2 separate regions of the Capra hircus genome follow, and region 1 is linked to region 2. A link is a contact called in public Hi-C data. All regions are on one chromosome and are shown on one strand. The core of a region is the stretch at or near the end of the contact, and the rest is flanking DNA. Distances in the headings are between cores, read along the strand shown. Region 1 overlaps CATSPERG (cation channel sperm-associated protein subunit gamma). Region 2 holds the start of DPF1 (zinc finger protein neuro-d4).

Region 1 (5,608 bases), core at 115-2,614, 120 kb after region 2:
TCAGACTGTAAAGAATCTGCCTGCAATGCAGGAGACCTAGGTTTGATCCCTGAGTTGGGAAGATCCCCTGGAGGGGGAAATGGCAACCCACTCCAGTATTCTTGCCTGGGAAATCCCATGGACAGAAGAACCTGGCTGGCTACAGTCCATGTGGTCACAAAGAGTTTGACATGACTGAATGACTAACACACACAGAGGAGCTGGCTGCTTCATAGGTGTAGGTGTTAGTGGTTTTGTATGTCTTATTCTGAAGGCAGTTGGTAGCCACCTGACTCGGTTTGAATCCCGACTCTACCACATTCCCAGCCATGTGTGTGACTTCAGATAATTAATAAGTGACTTGACTTCTCTGTGTCTCACTTTTGCCATCTCATTAAATGGAGCTGTTAATGGTCTATATTATGCAAGGTTGTTTTGAGGATTATACAAACTTGAATATGTAAAGCTCTGCGCAGAATCCTTCCATGCCTTGTGCACAGTAAGAGCTATGCAAGCCCTTGCTGTTCTTATTGTTTTAACGGTAATAATAATAACCAGCTTGGCCCTAGTGAGGGTGAGCCTGGCAGGTAGTGATGGTGTGTGGGGGAGGAGGGGTGTCCCTCCTGCCGGACCCCCAGAACCAGGCTTTTCTCCTCCCCCTCAGAGCAACCTGATGGTGCCAGTGCTTATTGGCTGCCCTCCAGGCAAGCGCCTGGCCTTCGACATCACCTACACGGTGCAGTACAACCGCGCGCAGAACAAACACTACTTCGACTGCGTCAAAGTGGACCCGGAGATGCCCTGCTTTCTCTTCCGGGACAGTGGGTGTCCAGCGCCCTCTCCTTTGCCCTCCCCGGCCCTTCCTGCCTGCCCGCTCACTGCCCCCACCCATCCTCTGCTCTTCCTTTGGGTCTTTCATCTCTCCTCCTTCCCCTCTCTCATTTCTCCTCCCGGCCTCCACCCCTCCGACCCCACAGTCTTCTACCCATTCTTCTTGATCCAAGATTTGGTGACGGGCGATTCTGGCAGTTTTCAGGGCAGGTAAAGTGGGGGCCAAGCCGGCGGCTGACGGGAGTGGGCTGGGGACAAGGGACTGGGGTGGGGCGCAGAGAAAAGGGGGTGGTAGAGGTGAGGCAGGACTCCAGACAGCCCCTTCGAATCTCTGCTCCCCACAGCTACGTGCTGAAGGTGGTGGGCGGCGGGCCCACCCTTGACACCATCAAGGAATACAGCGAGGAGGAAATCTACCGCTTCAACAGCCCCCTGGACAAGTAATTCCCGTGGGACCAGGCCCATAATCGGCCCTTCTTCCCCTGCAGGCCCCCTCCAGCTGCCCAGCCACGGACCAAACCTGGGCTGCAAGCCATACCCACAGGGCCCCGCCCACAGCGCAGGCTCCCAGGCTCCTGCAAACTCCAGCCCTCCTGTGGCATGAAGCTCCACCCACCCAATCCCCACCCCCTTCCCCGCCTCCTTTTGGGGCCTCGGTCCGCGGAGGCCCCGTCCCCCACTGAGGTTACCCCTGCCTGCGCAGGACTGGCAGCCTCATCTGGACCACGGAGAACACAATGACCACCGAGGACTTGTCCTTCAACATCATGTCCCACAACAGTTTAGGCATCGAGTGAGTGCCTGGGCCGACTGCAGGCCCCTTCTCCCCCATCTGCCCACATTCTGTCGGGCCTTTCCATCCATTCTACCTCCGGGAGACTCCTTGGTTCTCAAGCTACACTGACTGTCTTTGTATTCCTCGAATGAGACTGACTTTGACCTTTATGCAAACTGGATCCTCTATCCACAGGACTGGTCCTTCTTAATCTTTCTTCAGGCCTTAGTTCAGATGCCACTTGCTCCAGGAGGACTTTGCTGACTGTTCTAGGTGGGACAGTTGGCTCTCTCATCCTCCTGTACCTTCCCTATTCTCACCCTGACCCTCTGAGCTGTCACTGTCTCTCGTGGAGTCTGCCTCTTTTAAAAATCCAGGTCTAGAATAGATAACATAGTATTTGTTGAATGAGACAGTGAACAAATTCATGCATTCTTGGTAGGCATTTATTGACCTTTGAATGGAGGTATCAATGAATGAATAAAAAAATGAAGTAATAAGTTAGCATATAGCAGGAATTCCCTGGTGGTCCAGTGGTTAGGACTTTATGCTTCCACTGCTGGAGGCTTGATCCCTGGTTGGGGAACTAAGATCCTGCAAGCTGTGTGGCATGGCCAGGAGAAAAAAAAAAATTAGCATATAGGGCCTCAGTAGCTGTTTTTTTTTTTTAAGTTCTCAAAATTTTTATTACGAACAGAACAGTGACAGAATATAAGCTTACCATTGTTGTTGTTTAGTCTATGGGGTCACACAGAGTCAGACACGACTGAAGCAACTTAGCAGCAGCAGCAGCAGGAGCAGCAGTCTATAATTTGTATCTGACTCTTTGCCACCCCGTGGACTGCAGCCTGCCAGGCTCCTCTGTCCATGAAATTTCCCAAGCATAAATAAGTATTTTTGATTTAATCAATGAAAGAAAATGATGCCATAAGCAAATAAAGGAAACAAATGAGTGAACAAAGTAACCAACTTGCACCTAGGCAGTATTCAACCTGCATTTATTGACTATATGAAAAAAGGAATGAAGAAGTGCCTTTGTACCTAGCAGCTGCTCCAGCTCTATCTGTGCCATGAAGGAATAAAAGCAGTAAAGAATAAATGAGGAACTGGCACATCATAGGTGTACAATCTATAATCTAGACGAATACATAGGAACAGAGGAATTGACAACTCCCCTAAAGAAGGGAGGAAAAGAATGGATAAACAAGCAGCCTGTCTCCTGGGAGGGGGTCAGTCAGCCTTACCAGTTGAATGAGTGGAGGCGTGAATCAGGGAGAGAAGTAGGAGGCTGCACCGAGTTAGTGCTCGTCCAGAACTTGTTGGGTAGAGGGGAAGATCAGGGGCTGTCACGCGCTAGGCATGATTTGTCCCACAAGTGCCTGAACTTGCTCCCCCAGGTGGCTATGTCAGGAGAACTCGCCGTGCCATGACACCATTCCCTACCACATCTTTGCCCCTGAATTCTTCTTCAAGGTGTTGGTGAGCAATAGGTGAGGCACACACACAGCTGAGGTGGGATCGGGGGCTTCCTGGGGGAGGTGCCCACCTCCTCCCCACCCCATCCTGACCCCCATCCCCACCAGAGGCGTGGACAAGAGCACCTATTGTGACTACCAGCTCACCTTTCTGCTGCACATCCACGGGCTCCCGCTCAGTGCCAGGCGGGCCTTCCTCATCCTCCTGGTAAGTGGCTGCCCTGGAGCTGCCCTGCCTGGTGGAGGCACGCCCCCGACCCCGAACCCAGACCGCCTACCATCGCCTGTTGGCCCGTTTCCTGCAGGTGTCAGCCAGCTTGTTTGTCGGCCTGGTGATTCTCTACATTGTCTGCTGCCTTCTGTCGCCCTACATGGTGAAGTTTTGCAATATCCTTCGATGGAAGATCAACAGCATCATTGGCTTAGAATCTTACTACACCTACAGTACCCCCTCCGACGGCAGGGCCTTTAGCCACTCCGGGACCGTGTCTTGGAGAAACTCCAGGTTAAACTCCAGGGTTTTCTACAAGGGAGCAGAGGAGAACAAGGCTGAAACTTAAGGACTCCTTGAAAAGGAAGTCTACCACCTAAGCCTCTGGCCTGCCCCAGCCACCACCCACCCTTGTCTCTTATGTCCTGGGTTGCCTTGGACATGTAACCTATCGCTTGGTCATCCTAGGCCTTTCTCCCTGTTTTGCTTGAATTTTCACTTCGAGTTTCAGCATCAGCTATGGAACCTTGTAAGGACTCGTGTTCAGTTAGTTTGTACCACCCAGCTGCATAGGTTATTAAAATATCAAAATCCTCCTGTGCCAAGCTGGTGCATAGTGACTTCTCTGTATGCCTGCTGGCTCAACCCTTCCCCAGAGTGCCCCAGACCTCCCTACAGTCCAGCAGGGTCCTCCATGACCCAGGTCCGTTGCCATGGCCTGAAGTCTGTTCTGATTGTTCAGTGCCTAGGTTTAAAGCTAATTGTGAAAGATTTTGCATGGCAGCACCTATCTACTGTCTAAGGAAGGGTCTCTGGGGAGGTTTAGATTTTGGTTTTAGTTGCAAGCAGCAAAAATTTCTGTGGTCCGCGTGGAAATGGTAATTTATGGACTTTGTTAGGACAGGCTTCAGGTACAGCTTGATCCAGAAGCTTCAATGTCCATAGAATTCTGGCTCCATTTCTCTAGCCTTCCCTGCCCTGCCCTCATCTGAGGGTGGTCTCTGACCTCAGGCCAGTGCATCTCACAGTCTGAGGCAGCGCATCCATATGGTTTATTATCCAGAGAAAGAAAGGGGCTGGAGTCCAACATTCCCAGGCAAAAGTCCTATTGGTCACTCTGATTGGATGGGGTTGAATCATAAACTCACTACTTTGCCACTCACTCTGCCAGACGGATGAGACCTTGTTTGGCTTAAGCCCTTCAGAACCCACCCCTGGAGCTGAGGGTTGTCCGTCCCATCCTAATCTCTTGCTTATGTGGGGAAGGGATGTTCTTGTAAGGAACATGTGTGTCAAGAAGGGGAAAAGGAGGACTTCCCTGGTGGTCCAGTGGTTAAGAATCCATCTGCCAATGCAGGGGACATGGGTTCCATCTCTGGTCCAGGAAGATCCCACATACCTTGGGGCAACTAAGCCCATGCACTCCAGCTATTGAGCCCCCGCACTCTAGAACCTGGGAGCCACAACTTCCGAGCCGGTGCACCACAACTACCGAAGCTCGAGCGCCCTAGAGCCCGTGCTCTGCAGCAAGAGAAGCCACTGCAAAGAAAAGCCTGCATGGTGCAAAGAGAGCGTATCCTCCACTTGCCACAACTAGAGAAAACCCACACCCAGCAACAAAAACCCAGCACAGCCAATAAATAAAAATTTAAAAATAAAAAAGAAGGGAAAACGGAGACCAAAAGTCAAAAAGCAAATGTGCCCATGTCTTCTACTTCCTGTCCACCCAGTAGGCTCCACTCTAGCCTTGGGTGGTTTAGATAGAGGTCTTGGGTGGAGTGACTGTGCAAGTCCTCTGACCAGCCCCTCCACTCCTTCACTGGAGAAGCAGAGCCCCAGGGGACACTCCCTCTGAGGGGTTGCCAGGGCAGACAGCTGAACCAGCTTGTCTGTGCTGAGGCAGCATAGCTCCAGAGCGGGCAAGGCCACTGAGGTCACATTATAGAGCTTGGGAATTATCAGAGGAGCATTCAGAGTGGAGAAACTGAAGGACGTGGTCAGATGTAGAAGGATGCTCTGGCTGCCCTGTGGAGGACAGCTCAGCTCTCAAGGCAGCAGGCCAGGGACTGGCGCAGCAGGGGACGGTGCTGGACCGAAGCCTGGTGTAGGAAGGAGGAGAGGGGGCAGGCAGGAGGGATGCTCAGGAGGTCTAGTGAACAGGCTGTGAGGCTGGCAGGCCATGGAAGGAGAGTGGGTGCTCTTAGGAAAAGGTCCAGGCTTCTACCCTGGGGACTGGGGGACAAAGAGGCTATTTCTGAGATGAAAACTGAGGAAAAGGAACAGGTTAGGGGGAGATACTGAGACCATTTTGGGTCACAGTAGGTGTGGGAGGTCCCA
Region 2 (5,288 bases), core at 1,019-3,518:
CCAGTTCGTCTCACCATCCTTTCCCACCTTGGTGCCTTTATGTCCATTCTCTATATCTGTGTCTGTATTTCTGTTTTGCAAATAAGATCATCGATACCATTTTTCTAGCTTCCACATATATGTGTTAATGTACAGTATTCTTTTTCTCTTTCTGACTTCACTCTGTATGACAGACTCTAAGTCCATCCACGTCTCTACAAATGAACCAATTTCATTCCTTTTCATGACCAAGTAATATTCCACTGGGCCTTCCACCATTGTTCAGCGGTAAAAACACTGCCTACAACGCAGGAGACTGGTTTGATCCCTGGATCAGGAAGATCCCCTGGAGGAGGAAATGACAACCCACTCCAGTATTCTTGCCTGGAAAATCTCATGGACAGAAGAGCCTGGTGGGCTACAGTCCATAGGGTGGCAAAAAGTTTGATATGACTAAGCAACTGAGTGGGCTTCCCTTCCCTGATAACTCAGCTGGTAAAGAATCGGCCTGCAATGGGAGATCCCGGTTCAGTTCCTGGGTTGGGAAGACTCCTTGGAGAAGGGATAGGCTACCCACTGTAGAATTCATGGGCTTCCCGAAATCTGGGTTCGATCTCTGGGTTGGGAAGATCCTCTGAAGGAGGGCATGGCAGTCCACTCCAGTGTTCTTGCCTGGAGAATCCCCATGGACAGAGGAGCCTGGCGGGCTACCTTCCGCGGAATCTCAAAGACTCAAATGAATACACAAAAGCAACTGAGCAGGAAGAAGAGAGAAAGCCCTTAGTGGCTGGCACATTTTAGCACACAATAAATATTGTTTGTGGTCCTCACAATACCAGCTCCTATGCCTGCATACCTCCTGAGTGCCATGCCCATGAGGGTTTTACATGCATAAAACACATTTCTCAGCGGCCTAGAGAAATGTGGTCTCCAGATAGAGATCACAAAGAAATCACGGAATCTGGACTTTGGACTCGTGTGCTGACCCAAAGCACCGTCTGTGCGGCCCTAATGGGCACTTTTATTTATTTGGTGGTGATGGGTCTTCGCTGTTCCATTGTGGCACACAGGCTCAGTAGTTGGGGCATGTGGGATCTTAGTTCCCAGACCAGGGATTGGACTCGTGTCCCCTACATTGCAAGGTGGATTCTTTAGCAGAAACCCCCAGGGAAGCCCCTTGGGGAGCACTCTCACCTCTACCAGTTACTGTGCTAGTGGTCACACTCGTGTGACCCTCCCAACAATCCTGAGACAGGGGATAAGGTGAGGCCATATCAGAGAGGACCACAAAACCTAGGGTAAGGGGTTTGGGTTTGATTCTGAGGCTAGGGGGAAGCCAGTGGAGGGTTTTCAGCATGATCTCCTTCTGTTTTAGATAGATCCCCACGGCTGCAAGTGTGGGACAGACATTGGGGACAAGGTAGGAGATGGGAGACCTGGGAGGGGGCTTCGATGGCTTGGGTGGGGCCAGTGTAAGGGTGACAAGGTGATGAGAGGCAGCAGAATGCAGCTGCTGGGACAAATGACCATGAACTTGGCAGCTTAGAACAATAGGAATCTATTTTTTAAATAATTTTATTTATGTGTTTATTTTTGGCTGTGCTGGGTCTTCGTTGCTGAATGGGCTTTTCTCTAGTTAGGATGAGAGGGGGCAACTCTTCTTTGCGATGCATGGGCTCCTTGTCACGGTGGCTTCTCTTGTTGCAAAGTATGAGCTCTGGGGCATGTGGGCTTCATCTTCCCAGACCAAGATTCGAACCTGTGTCCCCTGCATTGCCAGGAGGATTCTTATCCACTAGTACCACAAGGAAGGTCCCAGCAACAAAGATTTATGCTCTCAGGGTTCTGGGGGCCAGAAGTCAGAAATTGGTATCACTGAGCTGAAAACAAGGGGAGGGCAGGGTCACACTCCCTTGGAGACCCCCAGGGAGCATTCTTCCGTACCTCTTCCAGCTTCCGGTGTCTGCTGACGCTACTTGGTTTGTGGCCTTACTGCTCCAGTCTTAAAGCCTCCGTCTTCACATCGCTTCCTCCTCTATGCGTGCTTCTTTCTCTCTCTCTGCTTCTGCCTATAAGGACACTTACAAGTGATGCTGTTTAGGGCCCACCTGGACAGTCCAGGATAATCTTCCCATCTCAGGATCCCTAACTTCATCACACACTCTTTTTCCTTATAAGGGATTAGAACCAGTTGCTTTGGGGTACCGTTATTCTGCCTACTACAGCAGAGTGGGTGGAATCTGTAGATGGATAATGTATGGAGAGGGATTCCCAAGTGGCTCAATGGTAAAGAATCTGCCTGCCCAGCAGGAGATGCAAATTCGATCCCTGAGTCGGGAAGATTCCCCTGGAGAAAGGAAATGGCAACCCACTCCAGTATTCTTGCCTGGGAAATCCCACGGACAGAGGAGCCCAGTGGGCTGCATTCCATGGGGTCGTAAAGAGTTGGACATGACTTACCAACTAAACAACAGCAGCAGCAATGATTTATGGAGAAAGAGGGAAAGAGTCTTTGGAATGGCAGGGAGGACTCCGAGGTGAGTGGCCTGAGCAGCTGGAGGGGCGGAGGTGCCATCCCCGGGATGGGGCTGGCGGGGGAGGGGCAGGTTTGGGAGAGCCCAGGAGCTCAGCTTTGGAAGCAGAACCCTTGAGTCTGAATTGGATGTCAAGCAACTAAGAGGGGCTGCTGGGTAAGTCTGGAGGTTGGGTTAAAGAGAAATTTGCATGCATAAAGAGACTGGATGAGCTTTCCAGGGAGAGAAGAGCACCAAAGTCAAGAGAGAAGAGCATCAAAGTCACACGACCAGGGTTTTTCAACAAATAATTTGCTTTAAAGAAAAGGGCATATTAGGGAGTGTCATTAAGCTTTTGAATGCAGGGGGATCCGTATGTACCTCAACATCTCTCAAAGCCCATAAGGCCCTTTTCAGAATCAAGTTTACAAAGGTATAACATCCACAAAGTTACGAAGGAAACTTTTTGTATTAATATACAGTTTAAAAAATAATTGTGATATTTGTGCTTCTTTATTAATACAGTAAAGAATAACCTGATAACTCAGTTGGTAAAGAAAAGGCCTGCAATGCAGGAGACCCTGGATTGATTCCTGGGTCGGGAAGATCCCCTGGAGAAGGGATAGGCTACCCACTCCAATATTCTTGGGCTTCCCTGGTGGCTCAGCTGGTAAAGAATCTGCCTATAATGGGGGAGACCTGGGTTCAATCCCTGAGTTGGGAAGATCCCCTGGAGAAGGAAAAGGCTGCCCATTCCAGTATTATGGCCTGGAGAATTCCCTGGACTGTGTAGTCCATGGGGTTGCAAAGAGTTGGACACAGCTGGGCAACTTTCACTTTCTTCTTTCAAAGAATGAGATCTGGCTGCAGATCCAGTGGGGCTTCCCAGTGGCACTAGTGGTGAAGAACCTGCCAATGCAGGAGGCGGACGTAAGAGACGCGGGTTTGGTCCCTGGGTTGTCCCTAGGGAAGAGCACATCAACCCTCTCCAGTCCTCTTGCCTGGAGAATCCCATGGACAGAGCAGCCTGGCAGGCTACAATCCATGGAGTCACAAAGAGTGGGACACAACTGAAGCGACTTAGCACGCAGATCCAGTAACTACCATAATTTCAAGCACTGATGAGTAAAACCAATGTTTCAAGATATCTACAACAGTTATGTGCTGTGAAACAGCTGTGATTTATGTGGATGATGAAGTCACAGGTTTTGCCAATAGTACTGATTTGTTGCCAATGTTCATAATTGACAAAAATATCAAATTTTAGTTAGAGGTTTGTGAAAACAGACATTTCAAAATTTTCCCACCAACGATAGAACTCTGGACCCCTTGGAGGTCCTGGGACCCCAGGTCAAGAATCCCTGTAGATTAAAAACACAACCTGGGAGTTTGCTAGTGGTCCAGTGGTTAAGAATCTGCCTGTCAATGCAGGGGACACAGGTTCGATCCCTGGTCGGGGACAATTCCACATGCCGCAGGGCAACTAAGCCCATGCGCCATAACTACTGACGCTGGAGTGCTCTAGAGCCTGTGCTCCACAAGAGAAACCACCGCAGTGAGAAGCCTGAGCACCGCGACTAGAGCGTAGCCTCCACTCGCAGAGCCTAGAGAAAGCCCACCTGCAGCAATGAAGACTCAATGCAGTCAAAACTAAATTACTTAATACAATACTTTTATTTTATTTATTTTTCTTATATTTATATACTTGGCAGCCTTGGGTCATAGTTGCAGCTCATGGGCTTTGTTGCCCCATGGCATGTGGGATCTTAGTTCCTAGACCAGGGGTTGAACCAGCATCCTCTGCATTAGAAGGCATATTCTTAACCCTGGACCACCAGAGAACTCCATAAAATAAGTTTTAAAAATACAACGTGTATAAGAACAAACATGTGGATACCAAGAGTGGGGAGGGTGGAATGAATTGAGAGATTGGGGTTGACCGCCTTGGCAACCCACTCCAGTATTCTTGCCTGGAGAATCTGATGGACAGAGGAGCCTGGCGGGCTACAGTCCATGGGGTCTCAAGAGTCAGACACAACTTAGCAACTCAACCACCACTACAACATATACTACTATGCATAAAATAGATAGCTAAGGAGAATCTACTGTATAACACAGGAAACTCTACTCGGGGCTCTTTTGTGACCTAAATGGGAAGGTGAGGTGAGGTGAGGTGAAGTTGCTCAGTCGTGTCCGACTCTTTGCGACCCCGTGGACTGTAACCTACTAGGCTTCTCCGTCCATGGGACTCTCCAGGCAAGAATACTGGAGTGGATTGCCATTTCCTTCTCCAGGGGATCTTCCCGACCCAGGGATCGAACCCCTGTCTCCCGCATTAGAGGCAGACGCTTTAACCTCTGAGCCACAAGGGAAGCCTAAATGGGAAGGAAATACAGGAAAGAGAGGATATATGTATATGTACACCTGATTCACTTTGCTGTACAGCAGAAACTAACCTAACTCTGTAAAGCAACTATACTCCAAATAAATTTAAAAAAAAAAAAAAAAACGCTATGTGTGGATCTTGCATAGATCCTGATTTGAACAAACCGACTTAAAAAGACACTTCCAAGATAATTGGGATATTTGAACATAGACTGTGTATTATAAGATATTAAGGAAATATTGTTCATTTTTTGTATGATACAGGCATTGTGGTTATGATTTTTGTCACATTATTACTGATTTGAGATAGATGGTGAAATATTTGAGATAGAAAGTTACAGCTAGGGTTGGCTTATTGTGCAAGCTTAAAATTAGGGTTTGTTTTAAAGTACTATAGCTAAAGGAGAGTGA

The links. Hi-C and Micro-C count contacts between places; a contact is called where the count stands out from the background.
Region 1: a Hi-C map of blood shows a contact between it and region 2, with 6 times the contacts expected there. The contact joins the enhancer-like site here to the promoter of DPF1 in region 2. A contact is called at or near these places in 2 of 5 Hi-C or Micro-C datasets (both in blood).

The regions. Positions count from the first base shown.
Region 1 is chr18:49,069,032-49,074,639 of ARS1.2, forward strand. It overlaps CATSPERG (cation channel sperm-associated protein subunit gamma), which reads left to right. Exons shown (of 26, transcript XM_018062329.1): 21 at 644-1,020; 22 at 1,155-1,250; 23 at 1,514-1,603; 24 at 2,983-3,075; 25 at 3,169-3,268; 26 at 3,366-3,876. The coding sequence ends at 3,620. Among named protein-coding and RNA genes, the nearest start is that of PSMD8, 13 kb to the right of the region's middle. Within about 2 kb of position 1,365, at least 1 of the 5 cell types and tissues checked has an H3K27ac peak or open chromatin away from gene starts, as enhancers often do.
Region 2 is chr18:48,946,063-48,951,350 of ARS1.2, forward strand. It overlaps DPF1 (zinc finger protein neuro-d4), which reads right to left and starts at 2,269. Exons shown (of 14, transcript XR_001919484.1): 1 at 1,924-2,269.